Regions from separate parts of the Mus musculus genome. Here all the other regions are linked to region 4. A link is a contact called in public ChIA-PET, HiCAR-type and promoter capture Hi-C data. All regions are on one chromosome and are shown on one strand. The core of a region is the stretch at or near the end of the contact, and the rest is flanking DNA. Distances in the headings are between cores, read along the strand shown.

What was found. Promoter capture Hi-C pulls out the DNA fragments that hold promoters and counts their contacts. ChIA-PET counts read pairs in DNA pulled down with a chosen protein or histone mark. HiCAR-type assays count read pairs that join an accessible place to other places.
Region 1: a contact with region 4 is called in a HiCAR-type map of astrocytes, with 2.7 times the contacts expected there. The contact joins the promoter of Ephx3 here to the promoter of U2af1 in region 4. A contact is called at or near these places in 1 of 39 promoter capture datasets (the 3T3-L1 cell line), 2 of 115 datasets of contacts at active chromatin or transcription factors (astrocytes and embryonic forebrain) and 1 of 9 other capture datasets (adipose tissue).
Region 2: a contact with region 4 is called in an RNA polymerase II ChIA-PET map of memory CD8 T cells, with 12 read pairs. The contact joins the promoter of Abcg1 here to the promoter of U2af1 in region 4. A contact is called at or near these places in 1 of 39 promoter capture datasets (cranial neural crest) and 1 of 115 datasets of contacts at active chromatin or transcription factors (memory CD8 T cells).
Region 3: a contact with region 4 is called in a promoter capture Hi-C map of erythroid cells, with 4 times the contacts expected there. The contact joins the promoter of Brd4 here to the promoter of U2af1 in region 4. A contact is called at or near these places in 1 of 39 promoter capture datasets (erythroid cells) and 2 of 115 datasets of contacts at active chromatin or transcription factors (the NIH/3T3 cell line and astrocytes).
Region 5: a contact with region 4 is called in a promoter capture Hi-C map of pre-B cells, with 3 times the contacts expected there. The contact joins the promoter of Wiz here to the promoter of U2af1 in region 4. A contact is called at or near these places in 1 of 39 promoter capture datasets (pre-B cells), 2 of 115 datasets of contacts at active chromatin or transcription factors (memory CD8 T cells and pancreatic cancer cells) and 1 of 9 other capture datasets (liver).

The regions. Positions count from the first base shown.
Region 1 is chr17:32,185,363-32,190,849 of GRCm38.p6, reverse strand. Ephx3 (epoxide hydrolase 3) reads left to right here and starts at 1,380. Exons shown (of 7, transcript NM_001347341.2): 1 at 1,380-1,815; 2 at 1,979-2,064; 3 at 2,282-2,439; 4 at 2,546-2,674; 5 at 5,301-5,404. The coding sequence starts at 1,402.
Region 2 is chr17:31,054,484-31,060,568 of GRCm38.p6, reverse strand. Abcg1 (ATP binding cassette subfamily G member 1) reads right to left here and starts at 2,875. Exons shown (of 15, transcript NM_009593.2): 1 at 2,713-2,875. The coding sequence starts at 2,754.
Region 3 is chr17:32,280,759-32,286,514 of GRCm38.p6, reverse strand. Brd4 (bromodomain containing 4) reads left to right here and starts at 2,382. Exons shown (of 20, transcript NM_020508.4): 1 at 2,382-2,452.
Region 4 is chr17:31,656,428-31,661,834 of GRCm38.p6, reverse strand. U2af1 (U2 small nuclear ribonucleoprotein auxiliary factor (U2AF) 1) reads left to right here and starts at 3,081. Exons shown (of 8, transcript NM_024187.4): 1 at 3,081-3,182. The coding sequence starts at 3,139.
Region 5 is chr17:32,382,963-32,389,185 of GRCm38.p6, reverse strand. It overlaps Wiz (widely-interspaced zinc finger motifs), which reads left to right and starts at 1,369. Exons shown (of 11, transcript NM_001372227.1): 1 at 1,369-1,613. The coding sequence starts at 1,427.

The DNA of each region.
Region 1 (5,487 bases), core at 131-2,630, 530 kb before region 4:
TTGGTGTTGGATGAAGCACAGATGGCTATGTCTACGTTGTTTTGCTGCTAAGCCAGATGTATGACTTCAGGCAAAATGACCTCACCCCCAAATTTCAGGTTCATAATCTGTACTGTGAGGATATGATAATGCAGGGCTACTCTAGGGTTAAATAATGGGTGTCCCTAAAATAGTCTAAGATCTTGGGAAAGGTTGCAAGAGAAGCAGACTCATTACTGAGACACAATTCTTGCTTGACACCATGCCCCGTCATGCTAGGCACTGCCCTATTTCCTCTTTCAACCAGAGCCTCCGTAATCCAATATGCCCAGGCCAACTCCAGGTTTCAAATCCAGCCTGTTCTCTAGGAGGCAGGGTCTGCCCTTGGCTGTCATCTGAGCTTGGCCTTCAACTCTGGCAATTTAGCACTTAAGCCCCACCTGTCCTTAGAAACCAGTGCCCGCTGGATGATGGACCCCCTAAGCCAACGGGACGAGAGGACAAAGAAGGGTTGGAACCAGGACAATGGGTCTCATTCAGGGCAGGGTCTTCTAGGTCAAGCCCTCCAGCTTGGAAGGCAAACGGTGAGACTCCTACTGCCCACACCTACCTACAATTCCCAGCTATGTAACGTTATTTGCTCTTCCACTTCTGGGTTTGTTAAACTCTCACTTTCACGTTAGTTTCTTGCCCCTTTCCAGCTCCAGAACAGACTCGTTCTTGGGTCTAGATTCTACCCAAGCCAACAAACCTATCCTCAGTCTTTCTCATCCAAATACAGACTCCACCTAATTCCCCTTCCTCCTTCATAAGCCACACCCCTTAACCTCTACCTTAGATATGCCTCGCTCCTTTGATCAAAGCTCCACCCATCTCAGAGTTCCAAGCTCCACCCATCTCAGAGTTCCTCCCTTCCTTCGTCCTGGATTCAACTCTCCTTCCTTAGAGCTTTGCCAGTGGCTTTTTTTTTTTTTTGGGGGGGGGGGGTTGTAGCTCTGGCTAGTCTAGAACTTTAGATATAAATCATCTGCCCTTGAACTCAGAGATCCATTTGCCTCGGCCTCTTGAGTGCTGAGATTAAAGCATAGAGGGGTGCATGTGCTGCAGTATATGTGTGAACAGTTGAGAGTCAGTCCTCTCCTTCCACTTGTGGTTCCCTGGGATCAAAGTTAGATGGGCAGGTGTGCTGCCAAGTGCTCTTACCTGCCGAGCCTTTTCTAGGTCCTGAACACTGCCACCTGCTACAGAAATTTTAATTCTCTGTTCCTGTTTAAACTCCATCCAGCATGTCCTAGGGCTCCGCCCACGGTCCCTCTTTCCGCAACCTCCGAAACCAGGTCCTCGCAGGCTCCACCCCCAACCCCCTCATCCTTAAGTGTCTCGTTCTGCCCAGGTACTTTAGCTGCCACTTTAGAGTGAGTCATGAGAGGTGGCAGTATCTGTCCGAGCCGCGCATCTGTTTCCTCGACCGGTCCAGTGGACTCCGATAGCACGGTGGAATCCCAAAACAAAGGTGGTGGGCTGCTGGCGCCAGCACCCCTGGCTCAGTCTCCCGACCACGGCGGCTCTGTAGTCGTCCCAGAGCGCAAGGATATGCCGGAGTTTGTGGTGACAGCGCTACTCGCACCCTCACGCCTCTCGCTGAAGCTGCTGCGAGCGCTGGTGATGAGCCTGGTGTACTTGGCTGCCTTGGTGGCCGCGTTTGTCTACAGCTGCATCGCGCTCACCCATGTGATGTGCCGTCCTCGCAGGGGCTGCTGCGGCCGCCAGAGGTTGTCTCCCCCAGAGTGCCTGAGAGACCCCACGCTGGGCGAGCATTGCTTTCTAACCCTCAGGGTGAGTGTTCCTCCCGTGAAGGTAGGTTTCAGGGGGCGGATGCGGATTGAAGAAAGGAGGTTGAAATGTCGGATCTGGAACATCCTTGGGTGTTCAAGTCTCGGGAGGAAGCTCCCATATTTCCTTACCCTTCAGCTCTTACTTAGATTGGGTCCTTCTGCAGAGTTCCGGCCTGCGTCTGCACTATGTCTCTGCTGGTCATGGCAATGGGCCACTCATGCTATTTCTGCATGGCTTCCCAGAGAACTGGTATGTCTGGGCCCCTGGATCCTGATGCTCACTGGACTAGGGAAAGGTAGAGTTCTGACTATGAGGTACTTGGGAAATGGGAACCGGTAGGGTTGAGTAATCCTGGGATTCCACTATTTCCTTCCTAAGAAGTCCAGAGCAGAAAGGTGGGATGGCCCAAAGCTGGGTATAGGAGGTGCATTCTGCTGACTAAACTCCCAACTCCCTTACCCAACAGGTTCAGCTGGCGCTACCAGCTGCGAGAGTTTCAGAGCCATTTCCATGTCGTGGCTGTAGACATGCGTGGTTATAGTCCCTCTGATGCTCCAAAGGAAGTGGATTGTTACACCATTGACTTGTTGTTGGATGACATCAAGGATACCATCCTAGGCCTGGGTATGACTCATCTTCTCATTTTTGCTCCTTTTGGGACCTACTCCTACACGTCTACCTCATCCCTACTGTATCTTATACCATTGTGTCTCTCTCTTCCCACCACCAGGGTACTCCAAGTGCATCCTCGTGAGCCACGACTGGGGGGCCTCCCTTGCCTGGGAGTTCTCCATCTACTACCCATCCCTAGTGGAGCGTATGGTTGTGGCCAATGGTCCTCCCATGTCAGTGATCCAAGGTGTGTTGGACTATGCCTAAAGCCCGTGTATTCACCTGTGACCTGGCACGGGGATCCAGATAAATGCTAGTACACTTAGGAGTAATGTAAATTGTCTTGAGCACTTTCAGGTTGGAGGTGATGGAGTATAGTTAAGTGGTTGCACATTTGTTTACTATATTAGCGGGAAAAGGTGTGCTCTCCAGCATTGAGAGAGAGAGAGAGAGAGAGAGAGAGAGAGAGAGAGAGAGAGAGAGGGAGAGGGAGAGAGAGAGAGAGAGAGAGAGAGAGAGAGAGAGAGAGAGGGAGAGGGAGAGAGAGAGAGAGAGGGGAAGGAGGGAAAAGCCTGGGTCAGGAGTGTTTCTGATTTTTGCATTTTCTTTTATTTTTAGAGTGTTTACACACATCATCAGATCATCTTGTTGCTAGAGCCTAGCTCTGAGCATGACATTAATTTATGCTTCCTATATACTTCCTGTACCTAGACTTGAGTAGACTGAAAGAAATTCATACAATAATCTTAGTGACTTTGTACGTGAAGGAAAGTTCGTGGAGCTGACTATACTAGCATATACCTACTACTATCAGCACTTGAGGGGCAGGGGCTGGAGGGATGACTCAACAGAGGAGGGCACTTGTTATTCAAAGAACCCAAGTTGGATTCCCAGTGTCCAGATGGTATCCCACTGTACTCCAGTTCCAAGGCTCTAAATGTCCTAAACTGACCTCTGTGGATACCAGGCACACATGTGGTACAAATACATACATGTAAATAATAACAAACATTAATAAAAACAATTAAGTCTAAAAAGAAGCCAGATACATGCCTTTAAACTTGAGAGGCAGAGGCAGGTGGATTTCCATGAGTTTTCCATAGTGAGACCCTGCTTCAATAAAACTGAACCAAAACCAAACGAAAACATGAATTAAGTCTAAAAATAAGTAAATAGATAAATGCTTAGGAAGCTGAGGCAGGAGGATCGTGAGTTAGAGAGCAGCCTGGGCTATGTTGTTTCCTGTCTGAAACAAACATCACACACACGCGCGCCCACACAGACACATAACTGTACATTGAACCATTAGATGTCAGTCAGCTGGTGTATAGCTGGCATATACTTTGGATTCCAGCACTTGGGAGGCAGAGGCAGATGGATCTCTGTGAATTCAAGGCCAGTCTGGTGTATATGGTGAGTTCCAAGTTAGCCAAGGCAATACAGTGTCTCCAAAAAAAAATAAAACCACTCAGATTTTGGGGCATTTAAATTTTTTTGGATGAGGGTGGTCAACCTGTGCCTGCCAGTCGCCTATAATAGACTTGCATACAAAGTCACCATGCAGGGCTCTTGGGCTGATGAAAGCGTTGCTAGCTTCATGTTCTAGTTGAGGGAAACTGAGGCAAAGGAGATGATGTCTGTCTTTGATTTCTTTTTCTTCTCTCTTCCATTTGTTTGTTTGTTTCTTTATTGAGAGGAGTCTCACTATGTTGGCCTAAGCTGGCATGGGGCTTGTTGAATCTACCAGGCTGGCCTCAGGCTATAGAGATACATCTGCTTCTGCCTTCTGAACACTGGGATCAAAGGCATGTGCCTCTGTACTCAGCATTGACAGCAAAGACACAAACAACTAATAAACCACGCCACAATGGGATCAGACGCTCCTTCCTTCTGGCTCTCTAATGTTTTTGGACCTTTTTTAGTTGGTATGAGTGTAGGAGATGATGGAATCTAGAACCCCAAGATTGCTAATCACATATCCTCATTGAGCTACACCCCATACCTGACCTGGGAAGTACTGTAATCTTCACTGTGTTCAAAATCCATTTCATCCTACCCTTTTCTGCAGGAGCCTGGTACACAGTAGGTGTTCAATAAATGTTTATTACCTAAAGCAGAGGGAATATGACTAGGCCTAAACAGGAGAAGCCTGCTGGTGCCTCCTGAGGGTACCCAGGAGCTTTAGAGGGAGAAACTCCCGTTTTGTTTTGTTTTTTTTTTAGGGGGTTTCTCTGTGTAGCTGTGGCTGTCCTGAAACTTACTCTGTAGACCAGGCTGGCCTTAAACTCAGAGATCTGCCTGCCTCTGACTTCTGAGTGCTGAGATTAAAGACATATGGCACCACCACCCAGTAAGAGTTATTTGTTTTATGTTTATATGTATATATCTGTGCTGTGTGTGTCATGGAGGTCAGAAGAGAGCATTAGAACCTATGGACTAAGCCAGGCGTGGTGGCACAAACCTTTAATCCCAGCACTTGGGAGGCAGAGGCAGGCGGATTTCTGAATTCGAGGCCAACCTGGTCTACAGAGTGAGTTCCAGGACAGCCAGAGCTACACAGAGAAACCCTGTCTCAAAAAAAAGAAGAAAAAAAAAAAAAAAAAAAAACAAACCCATGAACCCATGGACTAGTGTAACAATCATTTAGTGCCACCCGACAGAGGTGCTGGGAAGCAAACTTAAGGTGTCTGGAAAAGCAGCATGCACTTTTAAACCCTGAGCCATCTATCTCATCTCTCCAGCTTTGCCTGGTCTGTATCTGTGAAGACAATATGGGAGGGCAGCACCCAGCCAGAGTGGGGGCATTGTCTTCACAGACAGGCAGGCAGCAGTGGTGGTCTAACCCATACTCACATCCTTTCTCCTCTTCCCAGAATACTCAATCCACCACATCGGCCAGATATTCCGATCAAACTACATGTTCCTGTTCCAGCTTCCCTGGCTGCCAGAGAAGCTGTTGTCTATGTCTGACTTCCAGGTGCAGTGAGGGTTGAAGTCTAGGACTAGGGGATGGCAGAGTGGGGCTGAGCGACCTGGGCACTGAAACCAGCACATTATTGT
Region 2 (6,085 bases), core at 1,626-4,125, 600 kb after region 4:
CTCCTGAACTCATTAAAAATAAAACAAACACCTATCGGCTCCTGTTTCCCCCCCCTCAGCTGGTCCATTTCCCTACCTTCCTGTCTGGACACTGTGCCCTCTCCTTAAGGAATGTGTTTTTAAGGACTGAACAGACGGTAAAGGCAGGAAGTCCGTTCCTGGGAACTTTGTACAGAGGGGACCCTGGGGTGGGGGGAGGCTGTTTAAGAGATTGCTCTCTTGGCAAAGTGTCCAGTGAGTTCCACACAAATGCTGGGAAGCTAGAGACACCAGAGTAGTGGGGGAAGTTCACACACAGCCAGCAAGCCTCACCTAGGCTTGGAAGACCCCTTCACTGAGATAGATACATTCTGACACAGAACTTCTCTCTGCACACTGGGGCAGGGGCCATCCGGTTTCTCTGTGTTTCCTCACGACCAACTAGGATGCTCACCCAGACGGTATCCTAGGGCATCTTGGGTGCATCCAAGGAAAACAGGCTAACCCATAATCAGAGCAATTTCCCACAGGAAAAGTATCCCAATGTCACACTCTGAGCTAAGCTTAAAGGGCAGGTTACACTTGAGTGACCGCTCACAATGCCACAAAGCTCCAGGGCTGACCATCCCATGGAAGGACATGCCCACCGTGTGTGTCTTTGCCACCTCAGAGAACCTAGTACTCCCAGATGCTCTGGCCCCCCTCCAGAATGCTCCTCCAGATTTAGAGGAGACACAGATGTTGTCACACAGACAACATCAGCAGGACCCTAAAGCAGGAGACTCTTAAAAAGCAAATCCTGAGGTCTTGTTATAACCAAGATAGAACATTTTAAAAGTTAACTTCATCTTTGTTTTGTGTCTATAGCACCCGATATTCCTAGTGGCTTTCACTTCCTATTCCCAAACAGGTCCCAACCAGGCTGACCCTGATTGGCTTCCAAGAGCAAACAAGATCTGTGGACCCAAGGTGGTATAACCACAGACAGATAGACGTTTAAAACTTCAAACAAAGGTGCCAGGTTTGCAGGAAGAAACGTCTTTTCAAATATATCAATAGGTTTCCCGAAAAATAAAAGATAAACCCCAGCTATTATGAGATTGGTAACTTCATAGCAGGGGTCTGGGCTGTATCAAACCATAATGTTGTATGGAAACCTATATCCTACAGCAGTTCGGTTCGTTTATCTACATGTTCAAACCAGTTCTGTGCAGAGAGAACCCATCAAACTTCCTCTCTTTGCAAAGATCGTCAATTATCATAATTTTCTGTTGCTAGTAATAATCTTCACATTGATAGATACGTGCACAAGGGCCAATTTTTCAGTGTTAACCAAGCCTCCAGGTAGAGTCAACTAGATAAAGGTGCAGACTGGAATACCCGAGGAGAAGCGATTCCTGTTTTCATTGACTCTGGCGAGTCTGAAATGGAGCACAGCCCAAGGATGGGGAGCAGCTTAGAAGGGTCTTCCTTCCCGCCTCACCCCACCCCCTGCTAACCACCACCATCACCACAGTGCATCTTTGCTCCATTCTATCGGTTTACACAAAATCATTACATAATGAGTCGGCGGGCAGGGCTCGAGACGAGTTCTACAGTAACCTGTTTGGAATCACAGGATGCGGTTGTCAGAGCAGAGCATGCGCACAAAGCCGAGTGCTTTTTTTTTTTTTCCTCTAGAGCGCAAGGCAAGAGGTAACTGTCGGTCAAATCCTGGGGAGCCTTGCTGACTTCAAATACAGGATGCTAAAAATGAAATAAAGGGGAGGGACTGTGAGATGTGGGCTTCTAGCGTATTGGGAAGGAACAGGCAGGCTAGTAACAGAAAGAAAGGCACGATTCGGGTGGGAAAACGGAGGGCTTGCTGTTTATACTCCACCACAGTCTGAAGTCAGCTTAAGAGGTTATTAACCGCAATGTCCGCTTGTTAGACAGAGCCGGTAGGGCCAAGGGTGAGACCAGACAGATGGTGGGCTGGTTTTTGTTGTTGTATGTTAGCTTTCTCCTGGAGCATTGAGTGACCGTGGAAGAGGAGACGCTTGCCCACCTCTGAGAAACAATACTTGTCTAGCAATTCTGTAGCACCCAGGTTTTGTCCTAACACTGGTATCTGGGGGGATGGGGGCGTGTAAATGCCCACACCCTACCCTCACCCTGGCAGGGATCTGAGCTCGTCCTCCTCTGTCTCCCCTGGGACTTCGCTGCCTCCTCCAAGAGTAGCTGTCTCTGGGGAGCGCAGGAGAGCAGGCTCCGTTTCGTGGGGCGCAGTTTCTCTTTTTGTGTCCCCCCCCCCCCACTGTGCCCAGGACTCCAGAGGGTGGCGCAAGAAGTCCCCCGCCGTCTGCCCGCTCCACAGAGCTCCTCAGAGAGATCTGACCCTCCCCTCCCTCGGGCTGAGCCTGCAGTCCCTCCCCAGTGCGCTTCCACATCTCCAGCCCCTCACCCAGGAGGCGGACAAGTCAAGGCCATCTACCTGTCCACTTGTGGGGTTGCTCGCTACCCGCGCCCCACTCCACCTTCTGGATGCCCTAAGCCAGTACAGGAGCATCTCAAAGCTCCAGGTGGCCAGGGCGGAGTCGAGCAGCGCCGGGCACCTCTCCAGAGCACCCCAGGTCAGCGCCCGGAGGATGCGCTCATAGGCGGCTGGTGTGAGGACCAGCCAGCCTGGCTTTGAGCTTCCTGTTTCCTTAGAAGATAAAAGCCAGCCCGGAGTGCGAAGGATGTGCGACTCACCATGGCGGTGCCGACCGAGAAAGCGGCCATCAGACAGGCCATGCCCCGGGGGCGGCGGCGGCAGCGGCAGTGGAGACAAGTCTGCGGGCGGCGGGGACGAGGTTGCAGGAACGAGGCTGCGCTTGCTCCTGCTCCTCCGCGGCGCTCTGCGCGGGTTCCGACTGCGCCCCGGCCCCGCCCCTGCCCACGATTGGGCCGGGCGGAGGGGGCGGGGCGCCGACAGGTGCGCGTGCTCTTGTTTTGCTCCTGTTGCGGAGCGGCTGGAGGATGCTCTGGACCCGAAGCTGTCTGCTAGGCCTCTCCCAACCGCCTGGGCCTGGGAAGCCCACTTCAGGGACCCTGCAGGAGCTGGGCCAGCTCAACCCTAGACGAACCAGTGGGGGCGCCCTACAAACCACGGGGTCCTTGTTTCGGAAACCTCCCGAGGTAGCTTGAGATCAATGGGATAGGGAAGAAGGCAGGTGGCTCCTTTGTTCTGCCTTTGTTATGCATGCCTTCCAGGTAGAAGCCCCAGGGACAAACGTAGAAAACAGCCCCAGGGCTTTTCCCTTAGCGCTAGTGTGCGGTGACCCTAAATTGAGGCAGCATGGGCGTTCATACAGATAGCTCCTAGGTCTCCATCAGCACCACTCCATCCCCAAATAAGCCACAGGGGTGTTTCCAGTGTCTTACACAGCCACGTTCTTGTACCCTACTGAAACCCCTGTGATTTGTAAATGGGACGTTGCGTGGTAACCGTGGTGAAAATCTTTAATCCCAACCTCAGATCCTAAACTAAGTCTTCTGTTGAAATGATTCTCTGTCACCCCCAGCACAGTAGAGCCACCCGCTCCAACACTTGGGTGTGCTGGGGTACTTTCTGCTCTCCTAGAAAGGGGCAGGCAAGTGGTTGTCACATCCTCAGATCCTTGACCTCAGCTAAGCTTCTCCCTAGCATCACAGAAAGAAAAGTGGGTGTGGCTGAGTTTGGAGGGAAGAGGGTGGGCTTCTAATACCGGAGGGACCGATGGCCCTATCTGGTATCAAGAAGGCTGACAAAGCCAGGGCATTCTAGAAGGTTATGAGTACAAACCTCCTTGTGAGACTATGCTGGGGCCTAGCAAACACAGAAGTGGATGCTCACAGTCAGCTAATGGATGGATCACAGGGCTCCCAATGGAGGAGCTAGAGAAAGTACCCAAGGAGCTAAAGGGATCTGCAACCCTATAGGTGGAACAACATTATGAACTAACCAGTACCCCGGAGCTCTTGACTCTAGCTGCATATGTATCAAAAGATGGCCTAGTCGGCCATCACTGGAAAGAGAGGCCCATTGGACACGCAAACTTTATATGCCCCAGTACAGGGGAACACCATGGCCAAAAAGGGGGAGTGGGTGGGTAAGGGAGTGGGGGTGGGTGGGTATGGGGGACTTTTGGTATAGCATTGGAAATGTAAATGAGCTAAATACCTAATAAAAAATGGAAAAAAAAAGGATAGAAAAAAAATAAAAATAAAATTCAGATTAAAAAAAAAAAGAGTACAAACCTCCCAGGGAGTGAGAAAGGTTTCTGGGGCCTGGGCTACTGTCTGCCCTGGTGCCCAACCATGCTGTAAAGCAGCAAGAATGGACAAGGGGAGACACTGAATAATGTGACCAGGACACAGGCCATGGTATCAGCATGCCTGGTTTTGCAGATATCTACCCTCTGTCTGTTCTCCCTACTTTCAGAATTTTCTTCTGGCATTTCTCTCTTTCTCAAGCCCCTTCTACTCAACCCCATCCCCACCCCTTCCCCCATTTCCACGCCCCCTTTGATTCACATTCCTTTGATGAACCTTTAATTCAAAAGTAGGCCAATGAGCTTCCAGCCCCCAGCAGCCTCCATGCAGCCTGTGTACTGGAGCTTCAGATGGGAGGCAGGGCTTTCTGGGTTCCTGAGAATGCACAGGGCTCAGACAGAGACAGCCATGTGTGGGGTTCTCACTGGTGTGGCTTGGGCCACTGAAAGGGTTCCCACTCATATATGTGTCCATGGGGTAGTAGTCCCCCTGGCCACAATGGACCCCACAAGTGATGGGTGCTTCCTACCTACAAACAAGTATCTTTTCCATTGTTTACTCCTGGCATCCCCTTCATGCCTGAGCAGGGAATGAGAGAGTGGCAGAGTTGGACAGACTTGTGCTGTAAGTGACAGAAAGCCAGTTTTGACTGGCCAAGTACACTGTTTTCTGCAGTGAGTAGGTTCCAATCATTCTGTAGTGAGTAAGTTCTGAACACTGGTTTCATGTGCAACAGGGCCAAGGATAAGTACACACACATGCACACACACACTTTGATTTCTCAGTACTCTGCCTTCATGTGGTAGTTTCTCTCAGGGACTGTTACCTTCTAAGCTGGCTAGTCTTGTGTCAATTTGACACACAAACTAGAGTCATCTAAAAAGAGGGGACCTTAACTGAGAAAATGCCTCCATAAGATCTGGCTATAAGGCATTTTCTTAATTAGTGATTGATGGGGAGGGCCCAGCCCATTATGAGTGTTTCCACCCCTGGGCTGGTGGTCCTGGGTTCTATAAGAAAGCAGGCTGAGCAAGCCAGGGGAAGCAAACCAGTAAGCAGCACCCTCCATGGCCTCTACATCAGTTCTTACCTCCAGGTTCCTGCCACCTTTAAGTTCCTTTGGTGATGAACAGCTATTTAGAAGTGTAAGCTGAATTAACCCTTTCCTTTTCAACTAGCTTTTTGGCGATGGTGTTTTGTTGCAGCAAGAGAAACTCTAAGTAAGACTATTGCTCTTCCATCCTATCAACTGCACCCAGTTAATGGTGCCTAGTCCTGATGGTCCCTCCCAGGCTGAGTCACATGGAAGGAAAAATCAAGTAGCTGAGTCCCAAGGCACTACAGAGGGAGCTACAACCCACTTGGCAGAGACCTTCTAACCACAAGTACCAGGCCAGTCAATGTGAAGCAGGCACAGCTCAGCATTGTCCAGGCCAGACACAACCCCAGGGGGAATTTCTGCCAAGACACGACCATACATAGATGGACCTAGTTGGCCTTGAGGACTTTTGGAAGGAAAGCCACTTCCTGTTTCAGCAAGGAGGCTTTCCATTAATACTGTCATCCTTGATACCTTCGGGAGTCTGGTTTCCAGACCCCTATCCAATGCCAAAACCTCATATCTCTTGCAAGGATGCAAGGTTTGCTTATAACATACCCATCCCCTCCTACAGGATGTATACCCTGAACAGTCTCTGACTTACTTCTACCATGTTACAATCATTTCTAATAAGATGCAGGCATCATTTCAATGGCAGTAGCACTTAGAGGAAGGCTTCTTAAGCTGTGGGTCCATAGTCCAACTAGAGCTGCCCGATAGAACGTGTGGATC
Region 3 (5,756 bases), core at 1,133-3,632, 630 kb before region 4:
TTTTTACTTGGCTTAGAATATACCAATATAACCAATTAACCTTTGGTTAATCACAACTAAAACACAATAGTAGGGAATACTTTTATTCTTTCTTGTTTTTTTTTTTTTTTTAAAATATTTATTTATAAGGTCAGAGGGCCAGTCCCAGGGATTGGACTCAGGTAGTCAGAAATGGCAGCAAGTGCCACTGGAGTCATCTCACCAGCCTGTTTGATTTTTTTTTTAAGATTTATTTATTTTTATTATATGTAAGTACACTATAGCTGTCCTCAGACACTCCAGAAGAGGGAGTCAGATCTCATTATAAATGGCTGTAAGCCACCATGTGGTTGCTGGGATTCGAATTCCGGACCTTCGGAAGAGCAGTCCGGTGCTCTTACCCACTGAGCCATCTCACCAGCACCTGTTTGATGTTTTGACAGTCTCACTAATACAGGGTGGTCTTCCTTTTAACCTATTATCCTTCTGCCTCAGCCTACCTTTTTCTTTTAGCCTTCTTAATTCTGGACACCTCTCTCTCTCTCTCTCTCTCTCTCTCTATATATATATATATATATATATATATATATGCATATATATATATATATATACATACATACATATACACACATACACACACACACACACATGGGGAACCTTAAAAATTCTAATTTTTTCTTTGGGGGTGGTAGTACATACCTTTTATCCCAGTACTTAAGAGGCAGAGAAAGACAGATTTCTGTGTTCAAGGCTATTCTAGTTTAAGTTTTAGGACAGTCAGGGCCATACAGAGAAATGCTGTCTTAAAAAATCTCAAAGATCTTCTGTATTCCAGGCTGGGATGTTTTGCAACCCCTCAAATGGTCACATACCTAGTTCAGAGTATGCTGGGAGCTGACTTACGTCTTCAAGAATTAAAGTTAATCTGGAGGACAAGAAAGAGAATGTTCTAGGCTTAGAGATCCGTACTGATCAATCTTCAGCTCCTCTACAGAGGCCAGCCAAGAAGACCTGGGTGTGGTGGTGAACACATGTAATCTCATTACTTGGAAGGCTGAGACAAGAAGGGTAAGAATTCTTAAGATCCTGCTCTGAAAAAAAAAATCCCCGCTGGCTCATTCTCTTATTTCATGATACATGAAATATTTTCCTTAAGTTGATTCCATAAATTGAGTGTAGTGAATATAGTGAAACGTGTCTGTATTTTCAGCAATTGTCAGTTCCCACTGACACACAACTAGCCATAGTCCTCTGGCCTTAATGTTCCTCTATCACCTGTCTGAGGGCTCTCTTCACCATCTGCTCTTTTGAGTCTGTCATCGGATTATTTAAATTTTTGGATTAAAAATCTTTTCTTGGGGTTGGAGATTTAGCTCAGTGGTAGAGCGCTTGCCTAGCAAGCGCAAGGCCCTGGGTTCGGTCCTCAGCTCTGGGGGAAAAAAAAAAATCTTTTCTTGTCGTTCTTGCATGTGAAGATCCCCACTCATCTGCAAGGTTCCTTCCCTGAGTCTGCGTGTCGGCTTCCTCCGAAAAGCTGTTTCCTTATGGATGGCCCTGAAGACTCTTCTTGTCTTCTCTTGATCTTCCCTCTTCTGTGTATCCCTCTGGGGTACACAGTCCTCAGAGACCCTCGATCGTGTTCCAAGGACTCCCGCCCTCCTCCCCCCAGTCGGGGGAGCCAGTCTCCTGTCCTCACCTCTACAACCGCCGCCGGCACTAACGAAGCTCTCCGGACCTGGGAGGACCAGCGGGACGCGCACGCCGGGCGGCGGCGATGACACGGGGCCGCGCGCGCAGCGTGCGTGGTGACATCAGTGCGCTGGCGGCGGCGGCAGGGCTGTTTGTTCTGCTCTCCCGCAGCCGAGGAACCGAAGCAGTGGCGGCGGCTGCGGCGGAGGCTGCCAGCAGTGCCCGCGGGCGAGCGGGGCCTGTGAGCGCAGCGGCGCGGCGGGCGCGGCGGACGGGCCCCGGCTTGGCGTCCCGGACAGCGTGCGGCGGCGTGCGGCCTAGCGTCTCAGGTGAGGGGACCGGTGTCCTTCGCGGCCGCGAGGCGGGCTGCCGGGGCCCCACGGCGCGGCCCGCGTAACCTGCATTGCGTAATGGGGCTGGTGCGCCACCACCTACGCCATCGGCGCGGGGGTGGGGAGGCCGCAGTTTCGTGGGCCCGGAGCCTGGTGCTTCTCGCGCCCTGCCGGGGCAGCCCGCGCCGTTGGGGCGGCGGCGGCCGAGTGGGCTCGCGGACTTTGTACCGGGGCAGTTGCGCCCGCCGCTGTCCCCCTTGGCGCGGGCGGCGGCAGGGAACGGGACCGGGACCGGGACCGGGGGCGCGGGCGCGCTGGGCGGCCGGGGGCGGGCGGGGGGCGGGCCAAGCTCCCGGCACTTCCTGCCGCCGCCATTTTGTCAAGTGAGGAGGAGGAGGAGGAGGAGGAGGAGGAAGCGACTGCCTCTGGATCTGCGGTGCGCGCCGGGCCGCGTAAGTCCGGGCCGGGGATGCTGACCGCGGGTACCGCCCGCTCTCTCTGGTTGCAGTTCCCCCTTGGGGCGGGTCGCTCTTGCGCGTCGTGCCCCGGCGCGCTCTCCTTCCGTCAGCTGGGTACTCCTGCCAGTGCTGGGATAGCGAGTTCCCGCTTCATAGTCTCACCTTTCCGGCTGTCCCCGGAGCTCTGCCTAGAAAGAGGTAGAAGATTTTGTTCACAGGGAGAGAGCTTCCATTGCACGCCTGCTCCAGGCTGGACCCAGGGGACAGGAAGGGTGACGAAGGACCAGGAGTCCCTCTCGACCCACCCACTCCCAACCTGGAAGCCTACTCTTTGGGTGCTTTGTTTTGATGGGTCTCTGCTTGCTGCCGTCCCTTGCAATGGCTTCTTACTTGCAGGAGTGTGTCGGTTTAGGGTGGGGATGTTGGAGAGTTGTGATTCAGCAAAATGACCCCCCCCCCCCTTACACACAAACACGGAAATAGCACTTAAACAAGAAGCCCCCAAGGCCGAGCTGGGTTGGAGATGGGAAATCCCACGTTAGTGTAGTGGACAGTGTGAATACTTTTGCTCAGGCCGGTGGGTGAGTCATGTGCCTCTGCTGATTGGCTGACCTCCCTGTTACTCAAGACAAGGGTTTTTTTGTTTGTTTTTTTAAAAGTGTTTTTAGCCTGCTTGTTTACTTGTTTATGCTTTTCGAAATCTGGTGAGATTATCTCCTGTGTGTGTATATATGTTGGATGCCAGTTGCAGCAGCCCTCTTGAGAATGTCTTTACTTATCATCAAAGGTGATATTAATAGCCCCTGGTTACTAAAATCCAACTCTCAGTGTACTTCTAAGCCAATGTGCTCTTCAGTGCTATAATAAAAAATTGGAAAATTTTTATGAATGGAGATGTCAACTTCCCTTGGAATTGGTAGAGCTTGGGTGTTGTAAAGAATGTCACCCACAGGGCTAGACAGATGGCTCAGCGGTTAAGAGCACTGATTGCTCTTCCAAAGGTCCTGAGTTCAAATCCCAGCAACCACATGGTGGCTCATAACCATCTGTAATGAGATCTGATGCCCTCTTCTGGGGTTTATGAAGACAGCTATAAATTAAAAAAAAAAAAAAGAAAAAAAAAGAATGTCACCCACAAAAATGCAAAGGAATTATGAATGTGTTTTCAATTTCAAGAAGTCTTCAGCTAGCCGGGCGTGGTGTCGAACGCCTTTAATCCCAGCACTCGGGAGGCAGAGGCAGGTGGATTTCTTAGTTCGAGGCAAGCCTAGTCTACAAAGTGAGTTCCAGGACTGCCAGGGTATACAGACAAACCCTGTTTAGAAGTCTTCAGCTGGGGCTCAGTTTTATGGGCTTTACAATAATTTACAAGAACATTATTTTATTCACTTTAATTTGGATGGAGAATGATCTTTCCATAGAGGGCATTTATAGGTAACCAACTCCTTCCTTCTCAAAGCTTCAACTAGGAAGGTTGGAAAAGGTAACACTGTCAAAGACTGAATTGAATTGATCAAATCTAGAAGGAAAAGCCCAGAATTATAAAATATATTGTTGCTGATTTGTACATCCTATCTTTGGTAGCCAATAAAGTATTTAAGGACTCAAGGTAAAGTAAGTCTTTTTAAGTGGTATTAGTTGGTCTTAACTGGAAATAAACCTCTTTTTATCTTGTTAGCATTCTGCACATGCAAATTGCTAAAGATAAGGGATTTTGCTTATTGATGAAAGCTAGGATACAAAAGTGACTGGGACATTTTGGATGTTCTGAATGCCCGTGTGTTTCATTTGGAGGGCTGCAAGAGGGAACTTTTATCTAAGGATTGCTGGAGAACCTTAGACCACTTAGTAAAATTTCCACTAAATTATTGAATTATTTAAAGGAATTTAGACTTTGTCTCCAGAGTTAATCTTTTTTGAGCCAGTTTTGTGATCTTTGTACCAAATTACACTTTCACTTTTGGAGAGATACAGAAGGCGGCAGTATTTTCAAGTTACACAATTCAGGCTGTTGAATGACTTGAGAGTTAGAGATTCTATAGAGTGGAGAGTATGTTTATTAATATTTGTGCACACATGCATTCTCCCCTGGAGAGCAGAAGAGGGCCTCGGGTCCTCATGAACTAGAGTTATAGAAGGTTGTGAGGAGCCGTGAGAATGCTGGGACCAGAGCCTGAGGCCTCAGCAAGAGTGGCAGTTACAGACTTGCCTTCTCTAGGCACTGGAGGCAGGGTTTTGATACAGGGTTGAGTCCAGGCTGTCCTCAAACTTGGCAGTTCTCCTGTCTCAGCCTCCTAAGTGCTGGGAGTCACAACAACCTGCTTGGGGTTGTTTTTAAAGAAAAGCCATTCTGGGCAGTCTATGTGGCTGTAAAGTGTTTGAATGTTTAGAGTTTGGGAAGATGGTACAGTGAATGGCCTGTAACTTCAGCTCTTGGGGGACTGACACTGCCTTCTGACTTCCTTCCACCCATGCATGCACAGCGTGCGCACACACACACACACACACACACTCTCACACACACACTCACACACACACACACACACACACACAGTTAAAAATTGTAATGTCTAAGTTTGAAAGAACCTGTGAGATTAACTGAGGTTGGAAAGAAGAAGGGCGTGGTATCACACACAGCCCTGTAATCTCAGTACTCAACAAGCAGAGAGGCAGGAGGTTCTCCAGTTCTTGGATAGCTTGGGCCACCTACTGATTCTGTGTTCTAGAAGGAAAGTTTGTCATTGAAATTTACTAATGGAGCTGGGTGTGGTGCCACAGGCCTTTAATCCTAAGTACCCTGGAGGCAGAGCGCTTTTGAGGTTGAGGCCAGCATGGTCTACAGACCCTATCTTGAAAACCAACCATCCAAAACCCCCCTTGCTAATAGTATCTAATAAGTCTTGTGATTTTTATTGTTTTAGTAAGAAAACACCAGACATTTGCAAAGTGAGAATTGTGAGAAAATCCTTGCTGCTGCTATTTCACTTAATACATATGGTATGCACATGTAGCAGATTTTTAGGTACTTTCATTTTCTTATAATTCCACAAGAGAGGGTTTTGTTTGGCTTTTCTTTTCTTATTCTGTATTGTGTACTTGGTACCTAGAAGAGCATCTTAACGATTGAATAGGAATTTGCCATACATAATACTAAATGCAAGTTCATTAAAACAATACTGTGATTTATAAGACGTGTGAGTTTTAACTAAGAATACCACTGAAGTCTCTAGTAATTGTGGTAAGCTTACTGAGTGGTATACAGTTGCTTAAGTGTACTGCTTTGACTTCCCTATTTAGC
Region 4 (5,407 bases), core at 1,832-4,331:
CCAGGCCAGCCAAGGCTGCACAGCAAGACTCTGTCTCAAAAAAATAAGACAAAACCCGGGCAGTAATAGCCCTTGCCTTTAATCAACTCAGCACTCAGAAGGCAGAGGCAGGCAGATTTCTGAGTTCAAGGCCAGCCTGGTGTGCAAAGTGAGTTCCAGGACAGCCAGGACTATACAGAGAAACCTTTCTCAAAAAAACCAAAAAATAAATAAATAAATAAATAAATAAATAAATAAAACAAAACCAGAGACCTAGAGACCATGCAAGCATGTGCTGATGGAACTAGCCAATTGTCTAAACATTTGCAATTATGGAAGTGATAAAATACTGGTATTGATCTTGCACAGGCAGTGCCAAGATCTATCTATCTATCAGTGAGTGGTACGAGACCCCAATACTTCTCCAGTCATTTATCTTCCCTCTTCTTAAAGGATATAAAACTTCTTTCATAAAGGGAGGGACAGTAAATGCCAAGAACATGACTATTCAAAAGACATTCAGGATGGATGCGCTGAGGGGCTGTGCAGAATACCAAAGGCTGGCTTTTCTTCCAGGCCAGCTTAGCGGTTAGGAATTTATGGGACTTATACCAGAAAGCCAGACAGGGAACATTTCCTGGTTTCCTTTGCATAAGAGGCAAAATGCCCACGCTCACACCTGTAGCCTTTCCAACCTGCCAGCTTCACGGTGCCACCTGTTCCTCTGTTAGCCCTCCCTGCCTCACTAGAAATGGAGCCGGCTGGCACACTGCCTCCTCAGCCCCTAGTGCTTGTTCAAATGATAGTTTTCATGCAGCAGGTTCACAGAAAACCTGCCAGTGTGGTTCTCAGCTGTTTCCGGCGAGGAAGCAGTCCATCCAGGCAGGTTGCTTTACTGCTTTGCACTTTTGCATATTCATGCTCACCTTTAAAGTTCAACTGCTCCTGCTTCTTTGCAGCTTGTCACGGCCAGCTTACTGCTCTCCCTGGCATATGGTAGCATCCTCGTTGCCAGCTCTATTGCTGGCAAAGAGCTTCCCACATGCACTTATAAATTCCATTTATCTGCATTTTTTTTTCCAGACAGGGTTTCTCTGTGTAGCCCTGGCTGTTCGGGACTCACTCTGTAGACAAGGCTGTCTTTGAACTCACAGATATTGCTTGCCTCTGCTTCAGATGTTAGGGTTAAAGGTGTGCACCACCACTGCCTCCCTCTTTTATCTGTATCCTTAAACACAAAACCACTGGGGATTGAGCCTAGAGCCTTATGAATGAATGCTAAGTAAGCATTTGTAGCACTGAGTAGCTCAGCCAACACTCTTCCTTCTTTTTGGAGGGGCTCACTATGTAGATCTGTCTGGTCTGTAATTCTCTATGGAGACCAGGCTGGTCCTTAAACTCATATATATCCACCAGTCTCTGCCTTCCAAACATGGGATAAAAGGTGTGCATTGAGTTTTATATCCTTTAAGAAGAGGGAAGATAAATGACTGGAGAAGTATTGGGGTCTCGTATCACTCACTGATAGATAGATAGATAGATAGATAGATAGATAGATAGATAGATCTTGGCACTGCCTGTGCAAGATCAATACCAGTATTTTATCACTTGCTTCCCAGCTTGCCTTTTAAACTTTTTACATTTGAAGCCAGGTGGTGTTGGTACACACCAGGAAGGCTCAGCACTCAGGACCCAGAGGCGGGTGGATCCCTGTAAGTTTAAGGCCAGCCTGGTCTACAAAGTGAGTTCCGGGACAGCCAGGGCTACACAGAGAAACCCTATCTTGGAAAACAAAACCAACCAGACAAAGAAACAAAACAAAAAGTGGAAAGATGCCTGTATACTTAGAGCCTTGGGAGCCATAGAAGGCCACCAACAGGAATAGATGTCACCAGGTCTGTATTCTTTTAAACTCTCTGTCATGTCAGCTGGAGCAATATTATACCAGCTGTATTAGTTACTTGTAGTTGAGGGAGAGAGAGCCCAGTGATACAATGCATGGCGAAGTATGAAGTGGTTATCCCTGCCCTCACAGACATACCCAGAAGCCTCTTCTCCATAACTCAGAAAAGTGGATTTAAACATTACACCAACCAAGGCTCGGGATGTCATTCAGTTGATAGAGTGCTTGCTTAACATACAGCATCATATAAACCTATTTGGTAGTACACACTGGTAACCCTAGCACTCAGGATGGTAAGAGATTCAGAAGGATCAGAAGTTCAAGGTCATCTGTAGCTGTACATAGTAGCTATGTAGCCTGATGCATACACAAGACCATCCCATGGAGAAACAAAAAACAAAACACGCTCAATAAAACAAACATCGTAGCAGCCTGTGTCTATATATGTGTCACAGGGCTTATTCTTCTAATGTCTCCAAATAAGAGATAAATAGATGTGACAGGGGAAGATGAATGGGTGAGGCATGGATAGTTGGGTAGCTTAATTAGTGAGGGGTGAATGGGCGTGTGGGAAGAAAGAAGGATGAACAAACTAATGGTCTGGTGGACCTGATCGGGTCATTCATCCTGGTTCCAGTAACCAGGTTAACTAGTGAGAGCCTGTGAGGAGACCCCAGCTTCCCACAACCCTCTTCCACGGTTCGTCCTCGGATGGAAGTGGCTCTATAGCCAGAGAGAGCAGATAAAGTCATCCAACCAAGATGACCCCGCAGCCTGGGTCTCTGCCTGAGATAACGGAGATTAGGCTCTGCCTGGAAATTTGGTGACTTGAAGGTGAGCCTTGTGACTGTGAGGATGCTGTGGTTTAAGGCCCTCCAGGAGGCCGGACAGAGCCCCTTATCTACAGCTGCACTGGTGGGAGGCCTGGGACAGGAGGGCCAGCAAGGGGAGAGGGCGCGGTCCCAGCGGCGGGAGCGGGAAACAGCGGTGCTGAGCACGCGCGGAGCGGCTGTCCACAGCCTAAGCCGCAAGCAATGCGCGGGACCCGCCCGGGCGCCAAGGAGTGCGCAGGCGCCAGGGTAGGGGCGGAGCCTCCTCATGCTCTTCGTCCCGCCCCCGCGCTGGCAGCACCTTTCCCAATTGGACAGAGTCGCTACGACGGGTGGGGAGAGCGTCGTCGCGTCGGGTGACGTCTCCGGAGGGACGTCGGCGTAGTCGGCAGCGTCGGCTGCCGTGCCTGAGTCGTCCGCTCGAAAATGGCGGAATACTTGGCCTCCATCTTCGGCACCGAAAAAGACAAGTGAGTAGGGCCGGCCTGCCGGGACTTGGGCTGGGGAGGCGACGGGCAGCGGGTGCCGGTCGAGGCAAGCGGCGGTGACGTCCAGGCGTGGCGGCTGGCTCGGGCCTGGAGACCTCGCGCGGCTCGGCGCCGCCGCCTCGTGGGCCGGGCGGCGGGACTGGCGGGCGGCTCGGGCTGGGCCTCGGCGCCTCGAGCTCCACCGCGGGCGCTCCATGCCGGGTTCTACGCGGGGCCCTGCCCCACGCCGCGCTCCCACTGCTGCCCGGGGCTTCTGTGGCGAAGTAACACGTTTCTTGCAACTTTAGGCTTTGAGTTATCGTGTCGGAAGTGCTGTGGCCCCGTCCTCTCTAGCATTCAGTGCTGGGGCCGACCTTTGGGAGCGGTTTCGACCGAATAAACCTCCTGCCTGCCTAAGCGTTGGCGGACCCGCCTTTCTTTTTAAATTAAGGTTTGCATTTCCGTAGCCAACTGTTAGGGTAAGAGGAAAAGGAATAGCAATATTCCCGCCTGTGGTCGTGTGCTGCGAGGCACATACTCATTTCCGCGTGTCGGCTGAAATTTAGGTTAAGGGGAATGTCTTCGGACACTTTCAAGGATAATTCCTACTTTGAAAACCTAAGGATTTAAGTATCTGGCTTAATCTGCTTCCAGTAAGTAGTCACCATCTTTATGTTTCTGAATCTTGTACAAGGTTTATGCAGATGTCAGTCACGGTGGTAAGCGTTTGCAATAGATAACGTTTTTGGTGCCACATTCTCACTCTTAAAATGTTCTGTTTTCCAGGATGGAGGCTGTCCGATCAGGCACCTTTATACAGTCTTCAGTGTTTGAAAGAGGGGATGTTTCTAAAAGTCTCATGCCTGAATCGGCAGTCACTCAAGAGACATTTAATTGGATGTTAGGTCTAGACCAGTCTTGGAGAATCAGCTGGAATAAAGTCTGGGTTCTCAGGAAGTCATGGAGGAAGGTTGTGCCTTGTGTTAAGGATGACTAAAATACATTAAAGGGACTAGAGAGATGACTCAGTGGTTCAGAGTGTGAACTGCTCTTGAAGAGGCCAGTAGTGTGGTTCCCTGAATCCCCTTTATTGCAATCTGATGTCCTACAACCACCTGTAGTGCCAGATCTTGGGAGATCCATTGCCTCTGGCCGCCACGGGCACCCCTCCCCCTCCCCATATATGTAATTTAAAGTAAAGCCGTTAAAGTACTTTTAAATCAACACTCAAAAGCCAGGTGTGGTGGTACATTTAGTACCAGCACTCTGGAGGCAGAGGTAGGTAGGTGGATCTCTGAGTTCCAGCCTGGTCTACATAACAAGTTCTAGGAAGCAGGACTGGTGATGGCTCAGCAGTTAAGAGCACGGACTGCTCTTCCAGAGGTCCAGAGTTCAATTCCCAGCAACCACATGGTGGCTCAAAACCATATGTAAGGTTCTGGAGTGTCTGAAGACAGCTACAGTGTACTCATATACATTAAATAAAATCTTTAGCCGGGCAGTGGTGGCGCACGCCTTTAATCCCAGCACTTGGGAGGCAGAGCAGGCGGATTTCTGAGTTCCAGGCCAGCCTGGTCTACAAAGTGAGTTCCAGGACATCCAGAGCTATACAGAGAAACCCTGTCTCGGGGGAAAAAAAAATCTTTAAAAAAAAAAAAAAAAAAAGTTCCAGGACCTAGCAACTCTGTCTCAAAAATACATGCAAATTTGCTTGGTGTTATGGAAGAGTACCTTCTCTAAACTGGTTGCAGAGAAAATGTGCTAGAACACGTGTATGCCAGTTCTCACATGAGAGGTTTCCCTGTGATGATGCCTAAAGGCTGGGACTTCAAAACCAGAAGCATAGTCACTCAGGCCCTGTGCTCATGTCTGTGTGGAGAAGGGCCATCTCAACAAGCTATTCACAATTTTAAAAACCAACAAACAGAGCCAGGCGAGATGGCGCACATCTTTAATCCCAGCATTCGAGAGGCAGAGGTAGGCGGATTTCTGAGTTCGAGGACAGCCAGGGCTATACAGAGAAACCCTGTCTCGAAAAACCAAAAAAAAAAAAAAAAAACAAAAAAAAAACCCAGCAACAAAAAAAAAAACAAACTGAGATTATTTATGTGGTTTTAGCTGAAACAGGAACATGGGTACCTATTAACTTTGGGGCTTTTTTGTTTTGTTTTGTTTTTTCCAGACAGGGTTTCTCTGTATCCCTGGCTCTCCTGAAACTCACTCTGTAG
Region 5 (6,223 bases), core at 120-2,619, 730 kb before region 4:
CGGGCCGGGCGGGACCCCCTGGGGCGGGGGAGGGGCGGGGCCTGCAGGGGCGGGGCCTGCAGGGGGCGGGGCTGTACAGGTGGGGGGAGGATCGGGGGTCTCGAGGCAGGTGTCTCCCCCCCCACCTCAGCTCGTCCCGCGGGGTCTCCCGCCCCGAGGTGCACGGGCGAAGGGCGCATCCTGGGGACCCTGGCTTCCCCGCAGGGTGCGTCCGCGCAGCGCCGCCCCTACCTCTGCGACCCCTGCGGGAGGTGGGGTAGGGAACGACCATCTGGACTGGAGCCCCCTCCCCAAGCTGCCAAAGTGCTCCGAAGTTGCGGTCCTGCCCGATCCCCGCCAGCAGTGCCTACCCGAGTGGGCACCCGCAGGTGCTTTCTCCAGGCCTGGGCAGGGACCCCTCCAGCCAAGACTGTCAACCCACCCTGTGTAGGGCCCCCCGGGAGCGCCCAGGCCCTCGAGGGCAACGCCTGCTACCAGGCCTGGAGCCCCGGCCCCGCCCCGGTTGCCTGGGCCGGGCCTCACCACCATCTCCCTGGGGAGAGCGCCTCATTCCTGCCCTTCACTTTCTGCTCTACCTTGAAGGTATTTATAGGTGGAGAGGACAATCGCCCTCCTCCCCCCCAGGGTCCTTATTTCTGAAACAGGAGCCCCATCGGTCCTTTTCATCCTCGGGCCAGAACAACCAATATCGGTGGAGGATGCAAGCAATACTATTGGAAGGTGGCAGGGTGGAGGAGCCCAGGCTTGGTATGCATGAGAGATCATGCTAAGAGAAGGGAAAGGGTTAATGGTGGGGTCACTTGAGCGTGTGGAGAGGCTAAGGGGTTAATAACCCTACATTCCTGGGTAGGGAGAAGGATGTGAATGTTGGAAAAGTGTAGGGGTAATTGATACGGGGCAACAGAAGTGAGTAAAGTATAAGGGCAAAGATGGGGGCCCTCGAGACCCTGCACTGGGGAGAGAGCGGGGACCCTGGAAACTGGAGGCATGGCTGTAGGTTATGCAGTCACAGGAAAGCAGCTGGACACGGTGAAGCTGTGAGTGAGCCATGGGAGGAATAGGTGGAGGTGGAAGGAGTGATGAGGGAGGGCTGAGGTGACTGAATGTGCGTGTGTAACTGTGGTGAATGGAGGCTGTGAAGAAGCTGGGGAAAGAGAACGCTTTAGTGTACTGAGACTCGCTCCCAGTAGAGGTGATTGGATTATAATAGGAGTGAATGGAACCTCAACACCACTTAACCCCTCACTTCAACTAAGAGACAAACTGAGGCCATAGGCTTTGAAGGAGAGGACTAGGGTTCTGAGAGAGGGGAGAACAAACAGAATTCTCTTCTTACTCTCTTAAGGTCTTCCTTGTCTTTGTCTCCAGGCCCACAATGTCCTGCTGAACCTGCCAGGTACTGAGTGAAGATTCACGGCTGGCACCCATGGAGGGGTTACTGGCAGGTGGCCTGGCTGCCCCGGATCATCCTCGAGGCCCCGCTCCAAGAGAGGACATCGAGAGTGGGGCTGAGGCTGCTGAGGGGGAAGGTGATATCTTTCCATCTTCTCATTACCTGCCAATCACCAAAGAAGGCCCTCGAGACATTCTGGATGGCAGAAGTGGCATTTCTGGTAAGAGGGCTCTGTGGCCCTAAAGAAGCTTCCCACTTGGTCCCCCAGGCCCAGAGAGAGTCAGGTCACCCCACCCAGCAGGGGCTGAGTTGCAATTGGAATTCTGTTCGATGCACATAGCCTCCTTTAGTGCTCCACGTACCGCTTTTCAGTTTGCCCTTATGAAAACAGATGTCTTGGGAGCCCATGACTGGATGTAAGAAACTGGGATTCATACTTGTAGTGTCCTGGCTTTCCTCTCTAAGCTGGACACCAGCTGTATCCAAATCCCATGTCAGTACCCTGAGCTCTTTGCCCAAAGCCCACTTGTTCCTTCTTGCAGTCTTGATGGAGTGGAGCTCCTGAGCGAGTGCCCTCTAGTGGTAAGGTAAAGTCTGGGGAGATTCGAGTTGCCTCTTTCCATCTTGATTTACCCCATACAAGGCTAGCTCACACTGTCCCCACCTCACAATTTGTTGTTCGTTTATTAAACACTGAGCACCTGCTGTGCCACTTTCTGTTCTGGGTGCTGGGGAAATAATCATAAAGAGACAAAAGTCCCTGTCCTCCAGGGGTTGGCATTCCAGAAGGGAAGGTGGACAAGGAACGACTGAGCAGATGTCATAAGGGCAGGTTATGCAGGCTATGCAGATATTAAACTGAGTGCCAGGACCATGGCTGGGCGCTCCAGGAAAAGCCACCTGACACAGTGGTGTTTGAGGCACAGCACAGAATGAGTGGTGGGACGTGCCCAGCAGGTGGCGGGACAGCATGGGCAAAGGCCCTGCAGAGGGGAGGAGCCTGGTATGTTTAAGGACTTAACAGGAATCTGGTGTGGCTGGTCCCCCAAAACTTGGCCTTCTAATAAATTCCGAGCACCTCTTCTGTGGTTCCTACATGCCAAGTTCTTTGTCTTCTCAATTCACATCATACTTAGAACCTTTGTCGGAAGAGCCTCCGTTATTTAGTATCTCATGTTAGGAATGGGAAATTCAAAACCCTGAGGGGTGAAGTCAGTAGTGTGGCCTTACACCCCTCTTCCTTCTTTGTTTTATTCTGTTCTTTATAGAACTGGGGATTGCACGTAGGCCCTTGCACATACTCTGCAAAAGCTGTTCCATTGAGTTCTGCCCCAGCCCTCCTCTTTAGTTTTTTGGGTTTTTTGTTTTTTGGTTTGTTTGGTTTTTTTGTTTGTTTGTTTGGTTGGTTGGTTGGTTTTTTTTTTTTTTTTTTTTTTTTTTTTTTTTTTTTTTTTTTGAGACAGGGTTTCTGTGTAGTCCTGGCTGTCCTGGAACTCACTTTGTAGACCAGGCTGGCCTCGAACTCAGAAATCCGCCTGCCTCTGCCTCACGAGTGCTGGGACTAAAGGCGTGAACTACCATGCCCGGCCCTCTTTAGTTTTAAATTAACTTCCCTTTCATTCACTTGTTCTTTCTCCTGGCATTTTGTTTTGTGCATTTTACATGTTAGGCAAGCACTCTCCCACTAAGCTACATTTCCATGCCTCATCTTATTTTTTAAGTTTTGATTATTTTTATGGTATGAATGAATGTCTGTATGTGGGTATGTGCACGTGACTGCCGGTGCCTGAAGAGGCCAGGGCTGTTAGATACCTGGAGCTGGAATCCGAGATACTTCAGAGCTTCCCAGCCTTCCCTTTTAAGTTTTTTTTCTTTTTCATTATTATTATTTTATGTGTATGGTTGTTTTGTGCACATATATATCTGTGCAGCTCCTGTATGTAACATCTGCAGGGGCCAGAAGAAGGTATCAGATCCATTGCAACTGGAACTACAGACAGTTGGGAACTGCCAAGTGAATGCTGGGAATTGAACCCTTCCTTTGGAAGAGCAGAAAGTTCTCTTAAACACTGAGGCATCTCTCCAGTCACTCCCTGTTTTTTTGTTTTATTCTGCTGTGCGTTTTTTTTTTTCTTTTAAGATAGGGTTTCTCTGTGTCGTCTTCCCTGGTTGTCTTGGAACTCACTCTGTAGATCTGGCTGGTCTTGAACTCAGAAATCTACCTGCTTCTGCCTCCCTCCCGAGTGCTAGGATTAAAGCTGTATGCCACCATGCCAGGCTTCTTTTTAAGCTTTTGAGTAATTTTTCTTCTTTCCACCCCCCACTCTTTTCTGTTGTTTTCTTTCTTGTTTTGTGTTTTGTTTTGCTGAGTTTGTAACCCAGAGCCTCAAAAAGTTAGGCATGTACTCTTGCACTCAGCCCCATTCCCAGAGCCCTTTATTTATTTATGGCCCCTCTACACTTTTGGAGCTCCTTGATCTGACATTGCGTAGCAGCTCTTCTCATGATGCTCAGGTATTTATGAACCCACCTTTCTAGAGTGTGGTAAAGAAGGGGCCTAGCACATGCCATCCCTGCTGTCATGGAGCCCTTCATCTGGGTCAGGGAAGATGAACCAAGACGTAGAGTGAGGAGGAAGCAACATGAAGCACGGAGATCAGTACAGAAGCCCTAGCTTGTAAAGATTGGGACAGGATGGCTGGCGCCTGCCAGTATGAGGCAAGAGGGGGCATGGTGAGTAGCAGGTCCTCGGAGCTGAGGGCTATCCCTTAGCAGTCCCCTCCTCAGGACCCAGTGAGTACCAGGACTTTGTCCAAGGTTACACAGCTAGTCAGGGCAGGTCTGGAGTCTTAACTTTGTAAGAATTCAAGAAATCTTCTGTAGATTCCAAGGGACTAGGCATTTTTCTCCATGTAGCAGATGGCCCAAGACTGGAGAGATGGAGAAGGTAGGTAGGTGTGTGTCTTCACTACCCCACATCCCCACTGAAGAGCAACCAGGAATTCATGGGTGCACCTGTTTCACAGCCTAGGTAGGAGGAGAAAGGGGCCCCCAAGGGGGATGGAACCCACTCTTAATGACTCCCAGAGTAAATGGGAGCACATGTGGGGATGGCTGCCTTGAAGCAAAATCATAGCATGGAGGTTAGAGAAAGCCTGGATATCTGTCCCACTGCCCCTCAGCTGCTTGATTCCCCTTTGTAGACTAGGCACTTGCCCTGGGAGTCTCCTGATGTCTATAAATAGGAACAGTCTCTGAGGCTGCTATTCCACCCTGAAGCCTGGGCATTCCCTCATCCCTATGCAGCCCTGAGAACCCCTCAAGGATTCCCAGGAGTGGCACCCCCAAACTTCTCTGCCGGGACAAGGAAATACCACTGCCTTGCTCTGTCTTCCAATATGGCTATCAGTTGGGACCCTGCCTCAAGCCCCATTGCAGTCCCATATACATCTGAGGTAGGCTTTGCAGGTACAGCAAAGTCTTGTGGGACTTACACGTTCCACTCAGATCAGCGAAGAGTCTGGTACATGCCTACTATTGTCCATGGGACATGGGACCTGGGAACAAAGAATGGAGAGAATGAATCAGAACATGGAGAAAGCAAGCCTGAGGCTACAAGTCTAGCCTCCAGCTTCCACCCCAGGACGTCATCAAGCCAGCCTTGACACTACAGAACACCCATCTCCTCCTTCCCCATCGCTGTTTCTCTGGATGGAACTCTTCCTGTGATCTCATTGGCCCCCATCAGTGGCTCCTTGAAGCTGGTTTCATGGCTGCTTGCATTGTACTGAGGAAAAAACAGAGGCTTGGAGCTGAAAGGCCACTTCTGGTCACAGCTGGGCCATGCACTTGGAGTTGTCTGGCAACAAAGTCTAGATTCTTGGCAACTCTGCCAAGCTGCTGGCTGCCTGGCTTGGAGTTTAAGTGGCTCATGGGCACTCTTTCCTCTCGTTTGTAAGCTGTGTCGGGGACCCCACATCGCAGGAGTCAGTGAGGGATTCTGGCACTGCCACTGACTCAGAGTTGCATCCGAGGTGCCACTGGGACTTCTGGATCTCCCTCAGCGTGGAGGCTTCTGGGCAAAGTCCCCACCTCCAAGCTGTCTCAGATATAGTCCCTGCTTGGTCTCCTTCTTCCAAACTTGCTGCCACTAAAAATAGGAGCCTCACTGGAGCTGCTCAAAGAGGCCAGTGTGCCCCCCTGGCTCACGGAATTCTTAGACAACAGCCATTGCGCATAGCCATCAAATCTGGGACACTCAGAATTTCAGAAACAGGACACCTGGGACCCTCAGACCCACATCTCTAGGCTGTGCTGGGACTGGTTATCCACTAATTGGTCACTTTCTCCTGATTAGCTCTCAGCTGTGACTGTGTCTAGGATAGACCCTGTTTCTTAGGGTTGTTTTCCCAGCTCCCACTGTCTTCTCCAGTGCCTCATCATAACTTTTGTCCTTAAACCCCAGAGTATCCCTGCTAGGAGCAGGGAGTGGGTCTGCCTCCATGGTTCTCAAATGGGGACAGTCAGGTCCCACAGGGGACACTTTGGAGGATGTGTGCAGACATTGTCAGTTGGCATGATTGCAGGATAGGTAGGAATTACTGTCCCATGGGCGAGTAGAGGCCAAAGACATCGTGGATTATCCTACAGTGTGCCGTACTGCCTCAGCCCACAGAAGGACCCTCCCCCAAGGGTCAAGACTAAGACCACTCTGCTCTAGGATATGCAAATTTTTGTACCTCTGCCCCACATTTTGAGGCCATGCCATTGTAACAGCCCTTTTGTCAGGCTCAGCAGACAGACCATACCTTCCTGACCACTCCCTCTCAT